Regions from separate parts of the Gossypium hirsutum genome. Here region 1 is linked to region 2. The links are chromatin contacts, called in public Hi-C maps. All regions are on one chromosome and are shown on one strand. Each heading gives the region's core, a stretch centred on a gene start, on an enhancer-like site or on the middle of the called end of the contact. The rest is flanking DNA. Distances are from core to core; before and after follow the strand shown.

Region 1 (6,156 bases), core at 734-3,233, 930 kb after region 2:
TTAAATTGATAGATTTTTAAGCTAGAAATGAAAAAGGATTAAATTGTAAAATAAGTTGTAAATTTTGTGTATTAGGGACTAAATTGTAAAAATTTTAAAATTTAGGGGTTTAATAAAAAATTGGGAGTTAAATTTAGTTTAAAGTGAAATTTGTATGAATATATAGGGTTAACTGTGAAGAATAAAAATTAGTCTCGGTTTAGGGACTAAATTGGAATTTAGGCAAATATTGAATAAAAATTGAAATATTCAATATGAAATTGAATTGTGTTGTATAGCTGAATTTTAATTATTTTAATTACATCGCTAACGTTGTACCAGAATCCTTGACTAAAAAGGGGAAGGATAAAATCGACTTTGAATTGCTCATAATTCATAGTTTGTATTTCTATAATCCGAACCTAGTTCTTAATTGTTGTAATTTGATTTAATGCATATGGTAAGTGTTTGAGGTGAGTATTTGACATTTTGATAGTTGATTGAAATGAATTGAAATGGTATATTCATTATGAATGTATTGATTATTGAATTGAAATGAATATATGTGCAAAAGTGAAATTAAACCCTATTAACTGTATCGGGCTGAGTCGGATATAAATGGCATGCCATAGGATCGGAAGAGTTCAGAGATTTCTTTGACTTCAAGTCAATGAGGCACTAGGTGCCAATTTGCTTTGGTTTAACCGATGAGACACTAAGTGTTTAATGTATATAGCGCTAGGCGCAGTTATTACTTCGGATTTATCCGATGAGGCACTTAGTGCTAAACTGGTGTGTTGGTTGGATTCGTGTATCCATTCGAGTCCGAGTACTATTAATAGGGGTAATTAAATAAAACGGTTTTATAATTGATATTGAATGATATTGTATGTGAATTGAAAATGGGATAGTGATTTGAAAAATTAAAATGAGATATGTTATGACTAAATGAGATACATGAGTTATGTACTCATGAATTGAGTATTGAATGGCTAATGTCAATGCATAAATAAATGTGGTTTGATATGTGAATAGTTATTTATATAGCAACTATGTGAATTGCGACATTGTTAATAAAATGAAATATGATTACATGTGTAAATTGAATATTGTAATAGGCCCAATTAGCCCGGCCCATACCCAAAACCAAAATAAAAAATAAAATAAAACCCAAATCAACAGCCCAACACCTAATGGCCCAAAACTCAAACCCCAACCAGATTTTTGAAACCCCAGCCTGCTGCCTAGTGAAGACACCAGCAGCTTCTGCCCAGCCTCCATGCTCCACAACGGCCTCCACGCCCACGAACGGTTTCTCCACGCTATGCACCTGCAAAACAGAATAACAGCAGCGCAAATGGACAGCAAATGACAGTGATGAAATTTGTATTTTTATTTATTTATTTATTTTGTTTTTTTAGTTATAAAAACGGAAGGAAAACAATGTAAAGGGGATCTTTTCCCAGCAATACACACGCATATTGAATAGAAAAATTCAAAAATAGTCTTTGAAACGGTGATTTCCTTTAGTTTTTTAGTTTTCCTGTCACTTTTATCTATTTTCTTTTCATTGTTTTGGTCATCTATATTTTAAAACAAAGAAAAAGGGAAGGCAAGTCTTACCTTGTGATTTAGCCATTGATCTCTGTTCACTTCGTTGAGATCGAAGTTGGAAGGAGATCCAAAGGCGTCATCCTTCAAGCGTGGTGTGGGCGAGGGTCGATTGGTATCGAATTTATGCTTATTTTTTCTATACGTTTTAAAAAAAAAGAATAAAATTGGATCAAAAGTTTCCATAAAGAAGAAGAAGGAAGAATGCTTACCGGATTTCTGTGGTCGCGTACCAAGTTGACCACTGCCTATGAACTGCTGATCACCCAATAAAATGGTGGTTTGGCAGCATCTTGCCAAATGACACCCTAATAAATGGGGTTAATGGCTTTGGCTTTAACGATTGGCTTTGTTTGAGAAGGAAATAAAGGGGAAATTAGTAAAGGTGAAAATGGTGCCATTTGAAGAAGGAAAGTCCGCGTGTAAACCCGTTTCAAAAGCCGGATCTGCACCTTTTCATTTGAAATGGAAAATTTGCATGTTAAATCCTTCTCTTCATGCAAACATTCAATTGCACCACATTTATTTTACTTGGTCTTTTTAATTGGGCTCTTTAATTCGTGTGTATTTACATTTTAGTCTTCAGTACAGCATTGTGTTTTGGTCTTGGGAATATTTCCCATTCTAATCCTCATACATTTGTGCGGATTGCTTGTTGATCTTGTTTGTGATTATTTTTATTTGTAAATTATCCCTGTTATTTTGGCTTCAATTTTAATTTGGTCTTTTATGTGTATAGTTTGCTAATTTAAAATGTGTTTAATATTTTTATATGTATTAATCCATGTTACTAATTTTGTTTGTTCAATCATTTTGAGATTTTTCATATCTTATTATTTTTGCATTGTGCATCCTATTTCTTTAAATATTATACATGTATGATATACTAATCGTTTTTTATTAAATTTTTTATAATAAATATTATTTTGGAATATATAAATTTTTACATTACATTGTATAAATACCTTATTATAAAGTGTTGTCAAAATATTTATATATATGTTGATACATAGATTATTCAAAATACTCCTTGATTTATAATACACTTAAATGTTTTTATGTACATATGATACCGTTTTAGAACTTCATTTTTTTGTTATTTTAAAATATGTCTCCACATTATGTTATTCAAGTATGTTATTTAATATTTCTTCTAGATATTTTTAAGTAAAATAGTATGTATATAATTTATGACTTATGTGATAATATAATTTCACATGTATTTATTTTTATATGTATGTTGTTAAATAAAAAATCTGTCGTGTGTGTTATACTTTGTCATGTATTATTATTGCTTCATATTTAGTATATTATTTAAGCTATTATTAAACATATATTTAGTACTTATATTCAATTTGCATCCATTATTAGAGCTATGATATTCTTATACATATAATTTTTAATAAACTTGTATATAATCGTGTTTTTAGATTTATTTTTTATGTAATCTATAATAAAATTAAATTAATTTTATAACCCAAATTTTAATTCCTTGCTATTTAAATATACAATAATTTCTAAAGTGTCTTCACATGTGTATAGCCTATATTAAATTATTATTACTATAGTACATGTTATCATTTTCATATAATTTTATGTAAATATTTTCTTTTCAAGTTATTTATGTATATAATATATTTCTTTTTAAGGACCACATTTTAAATTGTGCGATTTACTTATTGTATATTTTCATATTTTATTATCCTTATGTATGTATTATTTGTATGTACCATCAATCCATATTAATTTGTTACATGTAAAATTATGTTATTTTAAATCTCCCTTTATAAATATAGTTTTAGGAATATACATCACCAAATTTATGTATTTTGTAAATATAGTTTTTTTTATCTTTATATGTGTATGATTAGATTTTTTTAAAAGAAATTCGTTACATATATAATTTATATATTTACTTATTTTTTTATATACATTATTAATTTCATGCTATCTTCTACAAATAATCATTTCCAAATGTATTTATATATACGTGTTTTATAAATTTACTATGAACATTATATCTTATCATGTGTTTTATTTGTCTTTCATATTCAATATATTATTTAAGTTATCATGCACATTGTAAATCTGTAAATGAAATTATGTTTAAAGTATTTTGCATATTATTCGACTCAAATGTTTTATTTTATGATATTATTTTAAATAAATCTCTAGTTTTTTTTTATATATACAAGTTTGCCAACTTATAGTATATGTTAATTAATTCGTCAATTTTGAAAATGTCCTATAATATATTAAGTTCTAATTTCATTGCATTTTGTACATATTTTGTGGATAGTTTTATATTATGTCATGTGAATTATTGTTGTATATCATTTTTATTGATTGTTCATCATCCATGATTAAGAATTTACCACATTTTACTTAGAATAGCTATACATAATTGTGGATTTGTTAATTGCGACTCATTGTGACTTATATTTCATGTCCATAAATTCTTCCCCATGCAAACGTTTTGATACAATTCATTAAGCATTACATTTTAAAATGGATAAACGCGTTTTTGATCAAATTTCCAATTTTCTTTATCATTCAAAAACTCTGAAATAAGGCAATATCCAATATTTGGGGAATTCAGAAAATTGTGCTCAATCGTACTGGGTATGATTTTTCGGTGAACTAAATATTTGGATAACCTTTTTATAATTTTAGTGTAAGAATTTTCGAAAGTCAAAAAAATCAATTGTATTTAAAGGTATAAAGGATCGTATCCAATCGTACTGGGTATGATACTGCGTATATTTGAAACAAGAGATTTTTTACCACTAATTTGAACTATTCATGCATTTTAAAAAGAATCATACTTTGAGAAATTTTCTCTTTAAAGAAAAACCTTTTGATATAGGGACAACATCAAATCAATTTGGTACCAATTTTTGGGCGTAATGAGGGTGCTAACCCTTCCTCATACGTAACTGGCTCCCGAACCCATTTTTAAATTTTTTGTGGACCTGAATTGTTTTAAAATGTTTTATTAAGTGATCGAACCACACCTAAACAAAAGGTTGGTGGCGACTCCACATTTTTGTTCTCAAAAAGTTGATTCCCATTGCATTCAAAAAGGGTTTCGACAAATATAGTATGAAACGATGTATTAATATGTATGAATTCAAAAGGTTGGCATATGATAGTTGTGATCTTAGTCATTAATATGCGTTTATAATTCAATTGTGCATTTGTATTCTCTTGTCTTTAAATGTTAAGATTATAGAAATATAACTGAGTTTTACTCAACGTACGGTTTTGATTTTCTATGCGCATGTTAGGTACTTCACTTTTGATAGTCGATTCAGCATCTAGCAACGATCCCAAACTCAAATGTGGTGATATTTATCCCTTGTGTCCGCATGTACCTAGGATGTCTAGTTGATAGTTATTTTATGGATGGATTGTAAATAAAGCTATAAGTGTAATGTTGGTTGGTGTATATGTAATCATGTGTTTGTGTTTGATGCAATAATATGGTATGTTGAATTGAACTAAGATAGGTTAGGTGTTTGTGAATTTTAGTTGATTTTTAGGTGGTTATGAACTAGGCTAAATGGAGTGATTTTGATATGCTTATAATTTGGATTTGAATGATGCATTAATGATATGCTTTGAGGATATAAATGTGGTACCAATGAGGGTACATTGGTTAGACTGACTGTAATACCCCTAACTTATATTCGTCGTCGGGTTAGGGTTACGAGGTATTACCTGACAAAACTCAGTCAGCATGTTCACATATATAAATTGTTATTCACGTATCAAATTATTCGCATTAATTTAAAATCGAAAACAATCACATATTTATTCCTATATACTAATTCACACATAAGGAAACACTTATCCAAATATAGTCAATTATATTTTATTAATTATAATACATAAACAAACAATGCTACAAAGTTTCAATCATATCAATATTAATATCTTGTTTTTTTTTAATCATATATTTGAACCACCTGTTATGTAACAAAACCAATTTGCATGCATTTTACAATTAAAATATTTGAAATATAAAAGCATCAAATACTTGATATTCGAATACCTATTTTTTTTAAAAAAAAATAAACATGTTTCCTTATTTCTTATGCCAACCATATATATATTTCACAACAATTATTTATCTCACAAATTACTAAAGTAAATTCATTATTAATAATCTACCGAATACACATTCAACCACTTATTAAAATTATTCATTAAAAATGTTATCAAAACATAAACCATTATATTTACCTCAAAAACGTGTAACATAGTTCCCAAATCAATTTAAATATCAAAACCGAATACATACCAACCTAAACACTATTTTTAATCCAACTCACAAGTCAAATTATATGACAAAAATATAAGTCATTAGTAAACCATACCAAACAGTCAAACATAACCGATTTCAAGTAAGGAAATTAAGCCATTTTCGCATGACTTATATTATACATAACTAAAGCCAATACTTCAAATATATATATCCCAGCCTATACATGCCATAATTTAAGTTTAGCTAATAAGGTACCAAAAACAGTAGATAGTGTGATGAGCTTGGCTGACAGTCCCCGA
Region 2 (5,863 bases), core at 585-3,084:
ATCACTACATAATTAAAAATATTACATAAGTATATGAATCACTGCATAATTAAAAACATTACATAAGTCTTTGAATCACTACATAATTAAAAACATTACATAAATCTTGAAATTAACACATAATTGAAATGTAAGTCTTTAATATTTTCCATTTGTATCCATTTCTTCTCTCCAAAAGATCTCCATTTGCATTAAATCTACAAAAAAAAAACATGTGCAACAATTTAGCAAATAATAGAAATATACGCATTTAAAAAAAATAAGGTTCCAGCATATGCTTTGCGGCATTCCCATTGCTAAGAAATGCAACAATCTGGAATATAAATTGAATTTCATTCAATTAAATCTTAACCTCATGGTTCCATAACAAAGCAACTATACAGTGGAAACGTATTTATCCTACAAATACCTTTAAACAATCCAATCAAAGAAACACAACAAATTTGTTCAAACAGTTTCAGAGAATAGTGAAGAGACTGATTTTGTTAACAAATAAAAGGAATTAATAATATAAATCTCAAATTTAGGATTTATTGATACTCAAAATATCAAAGAAACAAACGACTTAATCTAAATTTTGAGTAACTCCTTAGCATTTAAACTAAACAACATGATATTTGTTTTCATCGCGAGAGATAAATATTTGATTCTCGTATTTAAAAATAATCTTATTTAACTCAACAAATCAACCCATACAAGAGATTCTTCATCTCAACATCAATGCAGTGAGTAAGAGTTAAGGAAGTTTATGTAAACCAGTACAGCAAATGTAGAAAATTAGATTCAATCTTCTTTCTTCTGCTTCCATGAATAAATAAATTCAATCAAAGCAATCAAGATTCCAAGAACTATAACAGAAAATCATTACAAATCAAGATTAACTTCTTCAAGAGAACAAAAATCGAACATTGAAATACGTATACATATCACTCGGAAAACATGCAAAAATAAAGATTAAAAAGAAATCACTAATCAAGAAGGCCATGAAAGAAGAACATATCTTCGTAATAAATCAAAATCGCAAAGACAGTTGGAAAGAAAAGAGAACGAAATAGCGATGCCTATGAGTGAGAACTCAGAAGAGAATTTTCTTGAGAAAGATGAGTTGAAAGTAAAAACCACACAAAAAAAAGTAATCAACGGGTAACAGAGCTGCTTGCCTACTTCCATGCTTCGATGACAACACCAGCGGGCAGCGGCCAGCCGTAGCTCCAGCCTCCAGCTATGATACTTTTGAAGGTTTTGGGAGATTTTGAAGATTTTAAAGGTTTTGAGAGATTTGAAATTTTCAATTAGGGGTCTGAAACTTGAAAAGTTAGGTTTTTTTTTTCTGTCGTGTGTGTGAGTGTGAGAGTGAGACTGTGAGTAGTGAGAAGGGGTGGGTGTTTTAGTTTTACCAAAATTTTACATTTAGATTTTTATTTTTATTTATTAAATTATTTGTATTGGGTTGGGTAATTAGGTTGGGTAAATGGGTTGGGTTGGGTTGGCCACTTGGGTTTAAATATATTAGATTGGGTTTTATGTTGGATTGGGTTTGGGTTTGGGTTTTATTTATTATTTTTTTGGTTAACCGAAAAAAATTTGGTTAACCGACATGTTTCGAACCGAATTAACCGTTAACCAAAAATTTAAAAAATTATTAACCGACTCCCAATCGAAAATATTCGGTTAACCGACCGATTAACCGAATTCGGTTGGTTAACCGAATTTTTTCAATTTTACCCGAATTGTGCACACTCCTACTGACGTGGAGGTACAGAGCTCGTGGAGGGGAGGCTGCGTGTGGCTGCTAGGGTTTCATTCTCCTTTTTGCTGAGAATTGATTTAATTTTGGGCCTGGGTTTTAGGGTTAGTTTTGGGTTATGTTTTCTTTGGGCTGAATTGGGCCTTGTTTTACTTTATAGTTTGGGTTTTTGTTTTATTTTGGTAAATTTGGGCTGATGTAATAAATGGACTTGGACTAAAAAATTTTGGTTTTATTTGATTTTTCTTGTTTAGTGAGCCCGAGTAAATTTGAGCCTGTACATCTATTAAAAAAAATTCATTTCACTTCATCTTGCATTCACTTTTTCGCTTTATTTAAAATGAAATGATTTAAAATTAATAGAACAATTGAGATTTTGTGACTAGTAACAAATCCATTTTACAATATTTGAAAAACATATTATATATATATAATATCGGATATTAAATTATTTCGATTATAATTTGATTGAGAAAACTCACTACAATAATTGCGAAAGAGAAGTGAATTATGTTTCCGCAAAATATTTGTATCACGTAATCAACCATTGATTAAAAGGTCTACAAACAAGTTGGTGGAATTTATAATTTTTTTGGTAACCTTTTTTACTTGCTTTTGGCTATCCAATAGTGTAAGAAGAAGGGCACTCGAGGATCTTTTTTTACTATTATTTTAATATTTCATCCTTTGTTCGTGTACGCAATTAGTATACTAATTTAGTTTTATTTGAATACCTTTATAATTGATTTAATTTTTTTACAGATTTTTTAAATTTATTCAAAATTTTGGATGTATGAAAAAGAATTTAAAAAAAAACAAAATTATTTGGTGCATTATTAACAAAGTTAAAAATTTTCGGTGAAATATTACCATGTGTTGTCACGGAATATTTAAATAATTCAAAATAAATTAAAATAGACATGTGTCATTTATTGAATTCTATTTTTGGAGTTGAAAAATTTTATAAGATAAAATAAAGAAAAAGAATAATATTTGATATACTTACCAGTGAAATTTTTAAGCACTACAAGCAGAGTCAACTGGTTAAGGAGTTGACACATGTTTCGTAAAAGTATAGTAAAATATTTTTAAAAAAAAACAAAGACACGTAGTAATTTTTTGAAGTTGCTTGTGAAATAAAAGAATTACATTGTTAGTGTACCAAATATTAATATTAAGAAAAAGGTTACCAAAGTTCTAAAATTAATGTAGTTTACACTAGTTTGAGCAATTATATCGTCATTTGTAAGTCCACTTACTTCGGTATAAAATTAATTTTGTTTTATACTCATAAGAGAGCGGATGAATTGGGGCTGGCTTTAGATTTCTTTGATCAAATGGTATAATCAGGTCTTGAAATTTCTGTTCATTCATTGACATGTGTGATTGTAGAAATGGAGATATAAACAAAGCTAGAGAGATAATGGAGGAGATGTCTGGCAGAGGGATTAAAGCTAAAAAAATTTTAAGCATGGCTTATTAAAAAAAGCTCGCAAGGAGCAGAGAAATGGAAACTCAAAGAGTGCAATTTCCAAAAGATCTTGAAATTTTATTTTGAGTTCGAAAATTCATATTAAGATATTGCAATTAGGAGAGAGCTTTGTGATTGTTCATTATCCAATGCTTATTAAAAGCTATTTTTTATTTTGTTAAGTTGAAAATTTTATAGTTTAAAATTTTAAAGGAGAGTTTACTGGGGAGGAGTAAGAAGATGAGATACGAACGTAGGAGAGAAGGGAGAAAAAAAAACCCTTAAACTATAGTTTTTTCCAGGTGTCATAATATTATTGGTTAAGGATTTTTGATTAATGGCAACAAACGGTTGGATTAAAAGAATCATAGTTTAAGTAGGTACCTAAATGAGAAAAACACTATAATTTGAGGGCCAATTTTTCATTTAAACCTTGATTGAATTATATAAATTTTAAAAAATATATAATTATTTTCAAATTGCATCAACATAAGTGTTTATATATATATATAAGTAAATGTAAAAGTGATATCACATAGATAATAGGATTACATATATTGACACATTTGAAGGCAATGTTAATTATGTGGCTAAAATAATGGCTACAACTTCAGGCACTGTTTCATTGTTTTACTTGTCTATTTTCAAAATTGGCAAATTTTAGAACAAAAGCATTAGACCAATTATTTGAACATTTTGGACGAATAAAGCCCAAAACATGAAGACTAATTAAGTTGAAATTGAAGACTTGAACATTGGTTTCTTACGACTTAAGTTCGGTTTCTTGCGAAACAAGTAAAGTCACTTTCTATAGTTGGAGACTTTGGATTGCACCGAAACTTTTATGAAAGTATTATCTTATGCTGATTTTTAACCTTACTTTGTAGTAAAGTGATTAGAATATAACTCTTATGTAAACAAAACTTAAGTAGTACATAAACTTAAGTTTTACCTAGGTTAAAGAATGATTGAAAGTAACCGAGAGATTGAGAGCTTGATAGAGCAAAATATATTCAAGTTAGGAAGGTTTAATGTGTGTATTGCTTCTGTAAGCAATCAAGAGAGTTTCTTGAGTTGCAAAGATAAGCTTTTGAGGGGCAAGCTTAATGGGAGAGTGATATAGTCTTTGTACAACAGCGAGCTCGCTAAATTGGTGAATGTTAGATCCGTGTTAGGACTTAAATCATTGGTTGTACCGTGAGATAGATGGTGGATCATTGCACTGGGAAAGGCCCCGCATATGTAGACTGAAGTCAAACAGCATAAACAATCTTGATGTTCTTTTTTATTTTCTACCCACTTTTGGTTTCGTTGTTGAAACTATGGCCAAAGTTCCAAACACTATTTTAGCCACAATTTTTGTTTTGCAAAACAAGTACCTCCTCTTTTCTACAATTTGTATGAGAGCTTCTTACTTAACACAAATAGTGATTATCTTGGTTGATATACTTGCTTGCAAAGGAAGGATCGTCAATCCTACACCCCCTATGCTCGATGGAGCAAATTATGCTTACTAGAAAACTAAGATGAAAGCTTTCACTAAGTCAACTGAAGAACGTACATGGAGAGTTGTTTTAACTAGATGGACTCATCCTTTCACTGAAGTTGACGGAGTGAAAATTTCCAAGCCTGAGGCAACCTAGACCACTAAAGAAGAAATGACTACTAATGCCAAATCCAAAACACTTTATGCTATTTTTTCTGGGGTAGATGCACAAGATTTCAAAAGAATTTCTAAGTGTATTGAAACTAATGAGACTTGGGAAATAATAGAGACAGCTCATGAAGGGACTAATACAATGAAATAATCCAAGCTTTAGATGCTAACAACTAAATTTAAGACTCCGGGGATGTAGGAAACATGGACCATCGGAGAATTTTGTGCATAACTCTATGACCTGGTCAATCAGGCTTTTGCATTAGGGAATGAGTACTCAAATTCCAAAGTGATGAGAAAAATGCTTAGGTCACTCCTTGAGAGGTTCAACATAAAAATAACTATGATTGAGAGGGCCAAGGATATCAATACTATGAGGATAGATTAGTTAATTGGATCTCTTAAAACCTTTAAGATTAACTTGGAATAGGCTAAGAAGGGTAAGTCAGAGCCTGAGAAAAATATTTCCTTTTTAGTGGTAGAAACTGTGCCCAATGCACAAAGCACTATTATTAAGGAGGTGCAAAAACAATTGGCTTTGCTTACTCAAGGGTTCAGCAAGATGGCAAAGAAATAGTTTGTAAAGAGTAAATGATCTAAGTCATCGAAGGTTATCAAGAAAAAATCTAAGTCAAATGAACCTGTTAAGGAGAAGAAACAGGGAATTAAATGTCATGAGTCTCATGGATTTGGGAATATCCAACTAGAATGTGCTAATACCTTTAAAAAAAAGGAAAATCTCTATTTGTGACCTAGAATGATAAGGAAACCAACTCAAAATTAAAATCTGATGATGAACAAGTGAACAATTTTGTTGCCTTCACATCAAAAGTCGATGAATTAGATACTTTTGATTGTGACTAAGACGAGTGTAATGAAAAAGAGTCATATGTTGAATTGCTGAAAGCATACAAGCTTATATTGGAGGAATGGAATCTTTTGTGGGAGGTTAATCTAAAACTTTTCCACTGAGAATAATTTTCTGAAG

Evidence for each region. A called contact is a pair of places that touch in the nucleus more often than the background predicts.
Region 1: a contact with region 2 is called in a Hi-C map of leaf, with 1.8 times the contacts expected there. The contact joins the promoter of LOC107904393 here to the enhancer-like site in region 2. A contact is called at or near these places in 4 of 34 Hi-C or Micro-C datasets (all in leaf).

Annotation. Positions count from the first base shown.
Region 1 is chrA05:35,281,617-35,287,772 of Gossypium_hirsutum_v2.1, forward strand. It overlaps LOC107904393, which reads right to left and starts at 1,984. Exons shown (of 3, transcript XR_001686212.2): 1 at 1,803-1,984; 2 at 1,603-1,729; 3 at 1,004-1,309.
Region 2 is chrA05:34,355,902-34,361,764 of Gossypium_hirsutum_v2.1, forward strand. No RefSeq gene overlaps it. Among protein-coding and RNA genes, the nearest start is that of LOC107957448, 5.7 kb to the right of the region's middle. Within about 2 kb of position 1,835, at least 5 of the 9 cell types and tissues checked have an H3K27ac peak or open chromatin away from gene starts, as enhancers often do. A contact at or near this core is called in leaf, where this site is marked.